Linked DNA regions of Mus musculus: region 2 is linked to region 1. A link is a contact called in public Hi-C data. All regions are on one chromosome and are shown on one strand. Each heading gives the region's core, a stretch centred on a gene start, on an enhancer-like site or on the middle of the called end of the contact. The rest is flanking DNA. Distances are from core to core; before and after follow the strand shown. Region 1 holds the start of Irx2 (Iroquois homeobox 2). Region 2 has its middle 45 kb from the start of Gm41001.

What was found. Hi-C and Micro-C count contacts between places; a contact is called where the count stands out from the background.
Region 2: a Hi-C map of epidermal suprabasal cells shows a contact between it and region 1, with 2.4 times the contacts expected there. The contact joins the enhancer-like site here to the promoter of Irx2 in region 1. A contact is called at or near these places in 1 of 15 datasets of contacts at CTCF or cohesin (the NIH/3T3 cell line) and 5 of 484 Hi-C or Micro-C datasets (embryonic fibroblasts, epidermal suprabasal cells, mammary gland and 2 more).

Annotation. Positions count from the first base shown.
Region 1 is chr13:72,626,322-72,630,903 of GRCm38.p6, forward strand. Irx2 (Iroquois homeobox 2) reads left to right here and starts at 2,499. Exons shown (of 5, transcript NM_010574.4): 1 at 2,499-2,992; 2 at 4,250-4,582. The coding sequence starts at 2,741. It overlaps Gm20554 (predicted gene, 20554), which reads right to left and starts at 2,243. Exons shown (of 1, transcript NR_030701.1): 1 at 1-2,243.
Region 2 is chr13:72,712,325-72,717,118 of GRCm38.p6, forward strand. No RefSeq gene overlaps it. Among named protein-coding and RNA genes, the nearest start is that of Gm41001, 45 kb to the left of the region's middle. Within about 2 kb of position 2,602, at least 16 of the 459 cell types and tissues checked have an H3K27ac peak or open chromatin away from gene starts, as enhancers often do. A contact at or near this core is called in epidermal suprabasal cells and trophoblast stem cells, where this site is marked.

The DNA.
Region 1 (4,582 bases), core at 1,249-3,748:
GGTCTTGGTCTTGATAGGTTGTACTGAGCAATAATAGGGTTGTACTTTCTCAATGTCTGTGGGCAGGACGAGGCCCTCCAAAGTCAAGCACATTTGTATGGTTATGTAATTAATGTCTGAATCAGCTGCATATAGGCATAAGAACCTGCTCCATTCTACTGATATATATAGAGAGAAAGATGTGTGTGTGTGTGTATACACACATGTATATGTATATACATACTTATGTATATACACGTACATATGTATATATACATATACACACATATATGTATAAACACACACTGCTTTCTCCTCCATACATACCTGGCACAAGTCACAAGGAAAAGGTAGGGTAAACTCCACTGAAATTGAAACCAGGACAGGAAACTAATCTTTAGAAAAGATTAAGATCTGGACAATCATTCTCCTGGTAAAAATTAGATACTTCATATAAAAGACTGAAACCAACCTAATTGGAAGCTAAGAGCCTTAGTCTGACTTGTGGTTGTTTCCAGTACAGGACATCTCACCTAGGGCCCCTTCCCAAAAGAATCTCTTCCTGCGAAAACAAAAATGTCTGAATAAACTGATCTGGCTCCACCCAGATGCCCTGTTCTGGGGTGCTAGCGTGGTGACCTCTTCCTTCCCTTCCCTTCCCTTCCCTTCCCTTCCCTTCCCTTCCCTTCCCTTCCCTTCCCTTCCCTTCCCTTCCCTTCCCTCCCCCTCCCTTGAATGAGTATGCCCCACCCAGGGTCTTTTCTGTAGATGCTAGACAGTAAATAACTCAGGGTATAAAGGGGAGTGGGCTCTGCACAGGCACCGAGACTGCTGAAAGGGGTTCAGAAGTTCTGGGGGGTGGCGGGGGGGGGGGCAATAAGGGGAGGGTGTATGGTGGTGGCAGTGTTTGAGTAGAGTGCCTGGAAAGTTCCTACCAAAAGTGATAAATTTGCTTGCCTGCCTGCCCGGGAAAAATTGTCTCCAGTCCATCACTACAATTGATCCCTGGTTCCCTGGGACCTGGACAAGACAAAAAGCAGCCTGGCTGACTACAGCATTCATTCGGTGTCACGGATCTGGCTGCTGCAGGAGCTGGAGCGCCACGATCCAGGCCTAAGCAGAAGCCAGGCGCTCACAGGCAGGAGAACTCTGCCGCCCTCTACTAGCTTCAGAGCCCACCGAGAATAAAATGGAAGCTCAGGCCCGCGCGCCAGGTTTCAGAGTCCTCGTGCTCTACCTAGCAAGCTTCAAGGAGACACCTGTTGGGCGGGCGCCCCCTCCCGGGCCAGCTCACACCTGACCCCTACGAATCCCAAGCGCCCCCCATTGACGCTCCTTTACATCCAGCGTACTAGTGCCCATCCTGGCCATCGACTCCCCTCACTTGGGGAAAGGGAGCAGGTATGGTCGAGAAAGTTTAGGGGCTGGGACCTAAGGGCTCAAGGGACCCGCGAGTCAACTCCTGGACCTCAGGTTACCTGAACCACCTCACGACTGCGACACTTCACAAGCTGGCCCATGTCCTTTCGGGAAGTGGCAGTGGATACTCTAGCAAAGTCAAGTCAGCTCTCCTGACAGGAACCTCTCCCCCAATTTCGAACAGGCATTCAACTTAACAAAAGAAAACAAAAACTCTTTTTGGACCAGAGTGGCGTTTGTTGAAGCGAGTCACTCACTGGCGTGTTCCAGACGTTAACGGACATGATGTTCCTAACACGGCCTGAAATCTTCTCTGTGGACTTGGACAGAAGCCTCACCACGGGGCCTCCCACAGCTTCAAACCGAAACGCTCAGATTCCGGGTAGATGCTTGGCAGCCCAGGCACCAGGAGCAGGAGACCGGACGGGAAGCCACACGGGCAGCCTCAGCCTGGAGTACAGGCGGACAGAGGACTGTAGAAGTGGGATGCCCAGGCAACTCTGCAGGTGTCTCCACACTGCCCTCCATCTCCCTGCGGTGTCTGCCCTGGACACCGCATGCGACCTGGGCTGCTATCTTCAGGGTGATGAGGGGTGCCCGATCCGTATGTTCTCCAGGTGGATCGGACCTGGCCCGACTGCAGGAGGCCTTTGCTGACCAGTGCTAGGCGAGCAAGAGCGCCGGCAGTGCCCGGATGGGGCCCCGGGAAGGAGAAAGGTGGCTGGGCCAAGGCGGGAGTCGGCGGCGGGGTGCGCGGACGTGGCTGAGAGGATGTGCCAGTGGGAGGGGGTGAGCGCTACGCCCAGTTTGGCCAGGCTGGGCTTCACCGCTGCAGGCTGCGGGCCGGGGCGGGAGTGGAGAGAGGCCGCTGCGCGACAAAAGCCTGCACGTCCCTCCCTCCAGCCTCTGGCTGCCACTCCTCCGCCTTCCCCTCCACTTCCCACCCCTCCGCTCTCTGCCCCTCCCCCGGCCTCAGCGGGGCCTCGGCGGCGGGCGGAGCAGGGGAGGGGCGGGCACCAGAATATGCAGATGAGAGTGTGACGGACAGCTCGGCGTTCCAATGTCCCTCGGAAACTCGAGCGCTCCTTCCTCAACTCCTCACTCCTGACTGCAGACTCCCCCAAATCCCGACCGCCGGCCTGGCGCGCGGCTGCGCCCACCGGCTCCGCGCTGCCGCTACCGCCGCCCCGCCGATCCTCCAGCCCCGCGCCCAGCCTAGCGCCCACCAGCCCAGCCTGCTCCGGCCCGCGGCCTCGGTGCGCCCCGGCCGGGCGTGGATGGAGGGCGCCGCGCGCGCTGCCCGCTGCTCCGTGTGACGCGGGCCCCGCGCCCCGCGCCCACCATGTCCTACCCGCAGGGCTACCTGTACCAAGCGCCCGGCTCGCTGGCGCTCTACTCGTGCCCCGCGTACGGCGCGTCCGCGCTGGCGGCGCCGCGCAGCGAGGAGCTGGCGCGTTCGGCGTCGGGCTCCGCGTTCAGCCCGTACCCCGGCTCGGCGGCCTTCACAGCGCAGGCGGCAACCGGCTTCGGCAGCCCGCTGCAGTACTCGGCGGACGCCGCCGCCGCCGCGGCTGCCGGCTTCCCGTCCTACGTGGTAACTGCTTTGGGGTGGGGGCTGGGGAGACCCGGACCAGGGAGTGAGTTGAGCTGAGCGCTGGGGACGCGTTGCGGGTGGCAGCTCCAAAGTCACCAGCACCCGTTGCCGCACTAAACAAGGGACGGGACTGACCTGCAGAGCTCGTAGGCTGATTTCCCTTGAGCTCGTGCGAAGTGCTACTCCACCCGTGCCTGGGCCAAGAGTAATCTCTAATCCGCGCGTGCCGATTGCTGGGGCTGCGAAATCTGTCCACTGCTCTCCGCGTGGTTCCAAGCTGAGGGCCCCGGCTGCCCAGGCCTCTAGGGCCAATGCCGCAAGCTTTGGGTTTCTTGGCCAGACTGGTGGCGGCGGGGTCACGGGGTGGGGGGGTGGGGATGCGGGTGGGGGGGGGGTGGGGTGGGGATAGGCTGAGCCTGTGGCTCTCGCCCTAGACCCAGGCCGAAGCTCTTTAGTGTTGGCCGTTTTCTGTCTCGCTGACCCGGCTTTCAGGGAAAAAAAAATAATGTGTTAACGGGTTTGGGACCCGCTAAGTGCTGCCAGAGTTCGTAGTAGGCCTATGGGTTCCAGCTCCGTAGATCCGGGATCTGTCTGAGCATCTCTGAGTTCTGAAAACAGGCCCCGCCAGAGCGGGTCTTGGCAGTTTTGGGGTGTGTGAAGACATTGTGTATGGGCGGAGGGGGTTTGCTCTAGGTGGAATTCCCTGGGTAGGAACCAGGCCTTGGGAAAAGGTTACAAACCTCTCCTAGTTAAACGTTAAAGGATGAATTAAAATGCTAATTACTACGTAGTTGAAGAATTGGAAACGCTGACTGGCTTCTGAGTTGCAAATTGGATTTACTCTGCTTTAGAGGGTGAATAGCGGAGTGGGGTTCCGAAGTATTTTTTAAGCTACATAAGGGAGGGAAGGGAAGGAGGGAGCAGAGCGGGAAGCCTATGATGAAATTTAGATATAAAGAAACTACTTGCTGTAGTGCGGGACTATCCAGATATGTTTGCAGACACTGTTCGCGCTACTCGGGAAACTATGTCGTTTTAGAAAAAGTAAAGTGTTAAAACAAAATCCTAGAATCAAATGGCAATAGTTTTGTTTTCCAACAGCTAGCCTTGTATTTTTCTGGTTCTCTGGCTAAAGAAAGATTTCCAACCCAGAGAAGCCTAGCAGGAAAGGCAGCAAGGGGCTGACGGAGGGTCGCCTTGGGGGTGACGCCTGAGGGGCCCATGCACCTTCCACTCACAGGCTGTTGTGGGTTCCAGGGCTCGCCATACGACACGCACACCACCGGAATGACTGGCGCCATCAGCTACCATCCATATGGCAGTGCGGCCTATCCATACCAGCTCAACGACCCCGCGTACCGTAAGAACGCTACGCGGGACGCCACTGCCACACTGAAAGCCTGGCTCAACGAACACCGAAAGAACCCGTACCCCACCAAGGGAGAGAAGATCATGCTGGCCATTATCACCAAGATGACCCTCACGCAGGTCTCCACCTGGTTCGCCAACGCGCGCCGACGTCTCAAGAAGGAGAACAAAATGACCTGGGCCCCAAGGAACAAAAGCGAGGATGAGGACGAGGACGAGGGA
Region 2 (4,794 bases), core at 1,352-3,851, 86 kb after region 1:
CACTCCCAGGTTTCAGCCTTAGAAGAATATGTAGAGTCAGTGGCAGGCTACACAGAACCCCTTTCTTACCCAAATGTCTGTTCTAGACTGAAAGAGTTTTCCATAAGTATAACAAGTTTAAAATCAGCAAGACTGGGGAACATAGAACTTAAGGCACCTCAAATCAGCTCATTGGGATTTTTACTGATGCAGCCCAGGGGTCTGGATTGGGTTTGATTTCTTTGCCAGTTAAAGAATTAAAAGGCAACAAAAAATCTGAAGTACAACAGGTAGCAGCAGAGAAATCTCATGCACTACAGACAGAATCAGCAGTTAAGAAAGGCATTTATTGTAGTTGAAATAGTAGATGCATGTATGTAGGCACACCAAGAACAAGACCCTCTGCAAAGCCAGGACACACACATGCGTGCACACGCACACATGCACATACACATACAACTGCACACACGCATTAACTGGGGACACACACTTGCACATGCACCTGCACATGCATGCACACTACATGCACACATGCACACACACATATGTACATACATATAAAGCAGGGACACTGCCCGCGTGTGCACACACACACTCACACACACACACACACACCTACACACACACTTGTGCACAACTCAAGAAGTCAAAGAATAAATACTCTTCTCCAGGGCTTTTAAAGCCTCCAAGGAGCTTCCCTCCCCTAGTTTAGGACTGTTCAGTTTGAAGACAGCTAGCATGGTTGATTAGTCCAGGACTGTGTGTGGCATGTCCTGAGCGGGAGTTTGAATTTGTTGAGCCAGCCCATCAGCAGCTGCTGGTGGGAGACAACAATGTCTAAGACCTTTTAAGCTTCAAAGCTTTTGTCTAAGGTCAAGAGGGTGAGGGAGAAGTGGCCATCTTGGAAATTTATCATCTTTATTAGCTAGCATGGCCCCTCTCCCTGTCTTTCTAGTCACCAGGGAATCTAACTCCTAGTCTCCCAGTGCCATCTGCCCTCAGTTGATGTGTTAAGAGTCTAAATGCTTGAGGTCTCACCTCATTTTACATGAAGGAAGGGATGTCATAAATTGCTTTGGGGGTGGGGGGGGGGAGTCTGTTAATGTTAGGTCAAAACTCCATATGATTACAGAACTCTTAGCGTTACAGCCAAAACCAATACAGATCACAGTCAATGCATGTAGGTAGGCTTCACTGACTGAAGAGGCCTGAGGAGGTAATAATGCCATCTTTGTGGTGGTTTGAAGCTAAACCACAGTGGATGATAGAAATAACCTCAGGTTCCTGTGGCCAGACCATGTTCACCAGCTCCCAACATCAGAACTCAGCAGGTACCACCACTCAATGGGAACACAGATCACACAGTGGCCACTCTCCAGATCTGGTTGGTTCTGTTACTGTCTGATAGACTGCTTCTCCTGGGTCCTCATTAGGTTGGGATCTCTACTTTCAACTCTGTGCTTGACACGTAGGGTCCTATCCCCAGCTAGGTTTTGTGTGGTCTTCTTGCCTTCCTGATGACAGGCTGGAGGATGGGGCATGGTTTGGGTCCTGCTGGTGAAGAAAAGGACATTGTAGATGGCTACCAGTGTTCAAAGGCTCTTAGGCATTTGAGAGTTGCCTTAGTGAGGATTAGCCTGGTTGTCATTGTACATGCCAAAGGTTGAGAGGAAAGCGGATATCTGAGGTCCCCATGATGACTTATTATAATTCTCCACGATTTGAGGCAAATCCTATTGAAAAGAACAGGGATCAGGGGCTGAAGGTTCTTTCCGAGTCTCTGTCTAGTGTCACTGTATATAGTATCTGCTACATAGTATACTATGTCCATGGTATAGGGACAGAGCCAGTGATGGAGCCAAATAACCACAGGCACAAAGGACAATACCAGTCTCTCCCCACAGGGCTGGGGAGATGGCTCAGTTGGTTGGTTTATCATTTGTTTTGCAGTGTGAAGTTTTGGGTTTTATCCACAGAACCTACATGTTAAAACTTAGGTATGGTGACTTTGCAAATAAAACAGTGCATCCCTGGGGCTCATTGGACAGACAGCTTGCCTATTTAAGAAGTTCCAAGAGACTCAGCCAAAATACAAGGTGGGTAGCTCCCAAGGAGCAACACCTAAAGATTTTTTTTTGCCTCTACGTACACACATATGAATATGTACACACACACACACACACACACACACACACACACACACATACACACACACAGTATCAATCTCTCCTTGAATAGACCCTTTGTCTGGAAGGGGCACAGTCAGTGGAGAGATCATCTGTTACTTCTTCTTGGTCCTCACTTTCATTTCAGCAGGACAATGACTCTAGCTAGCGTCAGTAACAGAACGGGCCCTGAGATCTGATAAAGATGAGCCATACAGAATTGCTATTCCCTTCTCAGTTCTCACCTGTGTATTTTACTGGTCTCAAGGAGGTGGAAATCTGTTCCCTCCCATGAAATGGCATGCATGGCAAATGCGTGCTTGGTCGTCACGTTTTGTACAGGGTGACTGACAGGACCAGAGCTGGCAAGTGAATGCTCTTCCACGTCCTTGTTACTTGGTGGGGACAAGACAAGGAGTTTCTAGTTTCAGACTGACGTGAACAGAGAGATGAGCTTCCTAAAGGAAATGAGTCAGAGGCACAAGGTTGGGAAAATTCCTGAAGACCAACGACTGCTGATGGCCCCAGGACAGCTGGGAAGCCGTGGGTTGCTATTGGCACTGGCTTTGCCAACACCTTCCAACAGGTCCTGTTTGCATAGATTCACATCTGCTAAGCTTTGCTTCCATGTGAAAGCATCCAGGGCTCAAAATCAAAGCCGAGTCCTCTACAGTCCTTGTGTGACATCTGTTAACAGTAATTTGTCAGCTGCACCTCTGAGAGCAGGAAGGTAGCATTGTTCGTATTCCACAAGGGGGCTGCTTTTGGTTAAGCTGTCGGAAACAAGAGGGCTGTTTCCTGATTTGCCCAGATTTTTTGTTCTTTCCTTTTTAACTTTTTCTTTTAATCTCTCCATCACATGATCCCAAAAGGCATTGTGCAAGGCCAGCGTAAGGCCTTCCACTCTGCAGATTGCCTGAGGTCTGCTTGCCTTCCTCCTAATTGACCTGGAGAAGGGGCATTTACTTAAGAATAGTTACTCTTGAAGGAAAAGTTCTCCCACTAAGTGGTTTTAACTACATAAGTAAAGAGGAAAGGAGAGGAACTGAACTCTCACTTGGTGTAGTAAAGGTAGTTTTATTCTTTGAAAACAACTCTGCTTGGAAGGCCCCAAGACTTTGGTAAACGGCAGTAGCCATCTCTGAAACAACAGAGCAGTTAATTCCAGGAAGCTTCCTGGTTCTCTTGACAATGGCACAGTGGCCATTGAAGGTTTATATCTTCTGCCTGGAGAGAGAGGAGAGAGAGAGAGAGAGAGAGAGAGAGAGAGAGAGAGAGAGAGAGAGAGAGAGAGAGAGAGGGAGAGAGAGAGAGAGGGGGGGGGGGAGAGGGAGAGAGAGAGAGAGAGAGAGAGAGAGAGAGAGAGAGAGCCTCCCACTGCCCTGGCTGCAGTCACTTTACCCTGTAAGTATTCTGTGATTCGCCCACACAGACTCTCTTTATGACGTATGGACTTGTAACAACTCTGCCAAGGGCCAGGACTTGGTCCTTACAGATACTGAGCTGCTGGGATGACCCAAGGAAGGCAGTGGTGTCCAGAAGCCATGCACTGGACCATTGGAAGGAAAGTGAGGTGAACTTCCACAAGCAGATGTTCTCTGAGCCAATGCTTGATACACACTGTCCCTTCACCTACTTCTCAAGTAGCTTGTGGACCTGGGATCTTGAGCTACCAGGATAAGAGGTTGAGTTTCCTTCCTGGACTTGGAACAAGTGAGAATAAGTTAGAACAAGACTCCACTGTCTTAATCACCGAATCTTCAGGGCTGAGGTCAGCAGTACTGCTTCCGGGATTGTTCTGCCAGCTGTTTACTCTGGGACACCCGGGGACATAACTACCCTGTATTGGATTTCTGCTCATTGTTTGAAATTTTCTAAGAGGCTTCCCACTCCAGGCTTAGAACCAGCCTTAGCACAGTTTCTGAGAATCTCCCACAGGGCTCTTAAGAGGGAAACAGATTGGCTGGAAAGCAGAGACCTGGTGTCCCTTGAAACAGACCCAAGATTCAGCTGCCTACACATGTGCCCTTTCACCTGACGAGCTGGGCCCAGCCTTCTACAGAGAAGCAGCAGGCAGAGATTTAGAAGAGATCTGAACACAGGAGTTGTGAAAGTGAGAGTGGCGGTTGCCCAGAGAGTCAAGCCTAAGCAACGACTTCCTGGTGAACTAAACTTTTGATCCTGGTAGGCATCTGCTTGTTGACAACTTCAGGTCAAGTTCCTGAGACCATCAGAGTCAGAAAGAGGACAAACTATTACCAATTAGGGATCATGGTAATTAAGGTTGAAGAGGTGACCCTCCAGCCTCCAGCCTCAGAAAGGACTTCCAGGGGTTAGTGTGATATAAGAGGTGCCCAGTGAGGCACAGTGAAGGGAGGGTGGGTCAGCCAGGATGGGCCCTGCACAGCAGCCTGGAACAGGACTTATTAAAAATTTCCACTCTGAACTCTTTTCAACCGGAGAAATGTTTACATGAGCCAGAGTATATATAGCCATAAAATAGTACATAAATCAAATATTTATTTATAACAAATCACAAAGACACAAATAAAAGCAATTCATATATATGGCCACTTCTTAAAGACAAAAGCTAATTTAAATAATAACGTGTCTATTTTTTACAGGAAAAATCAAATCTTGATTGAATTTT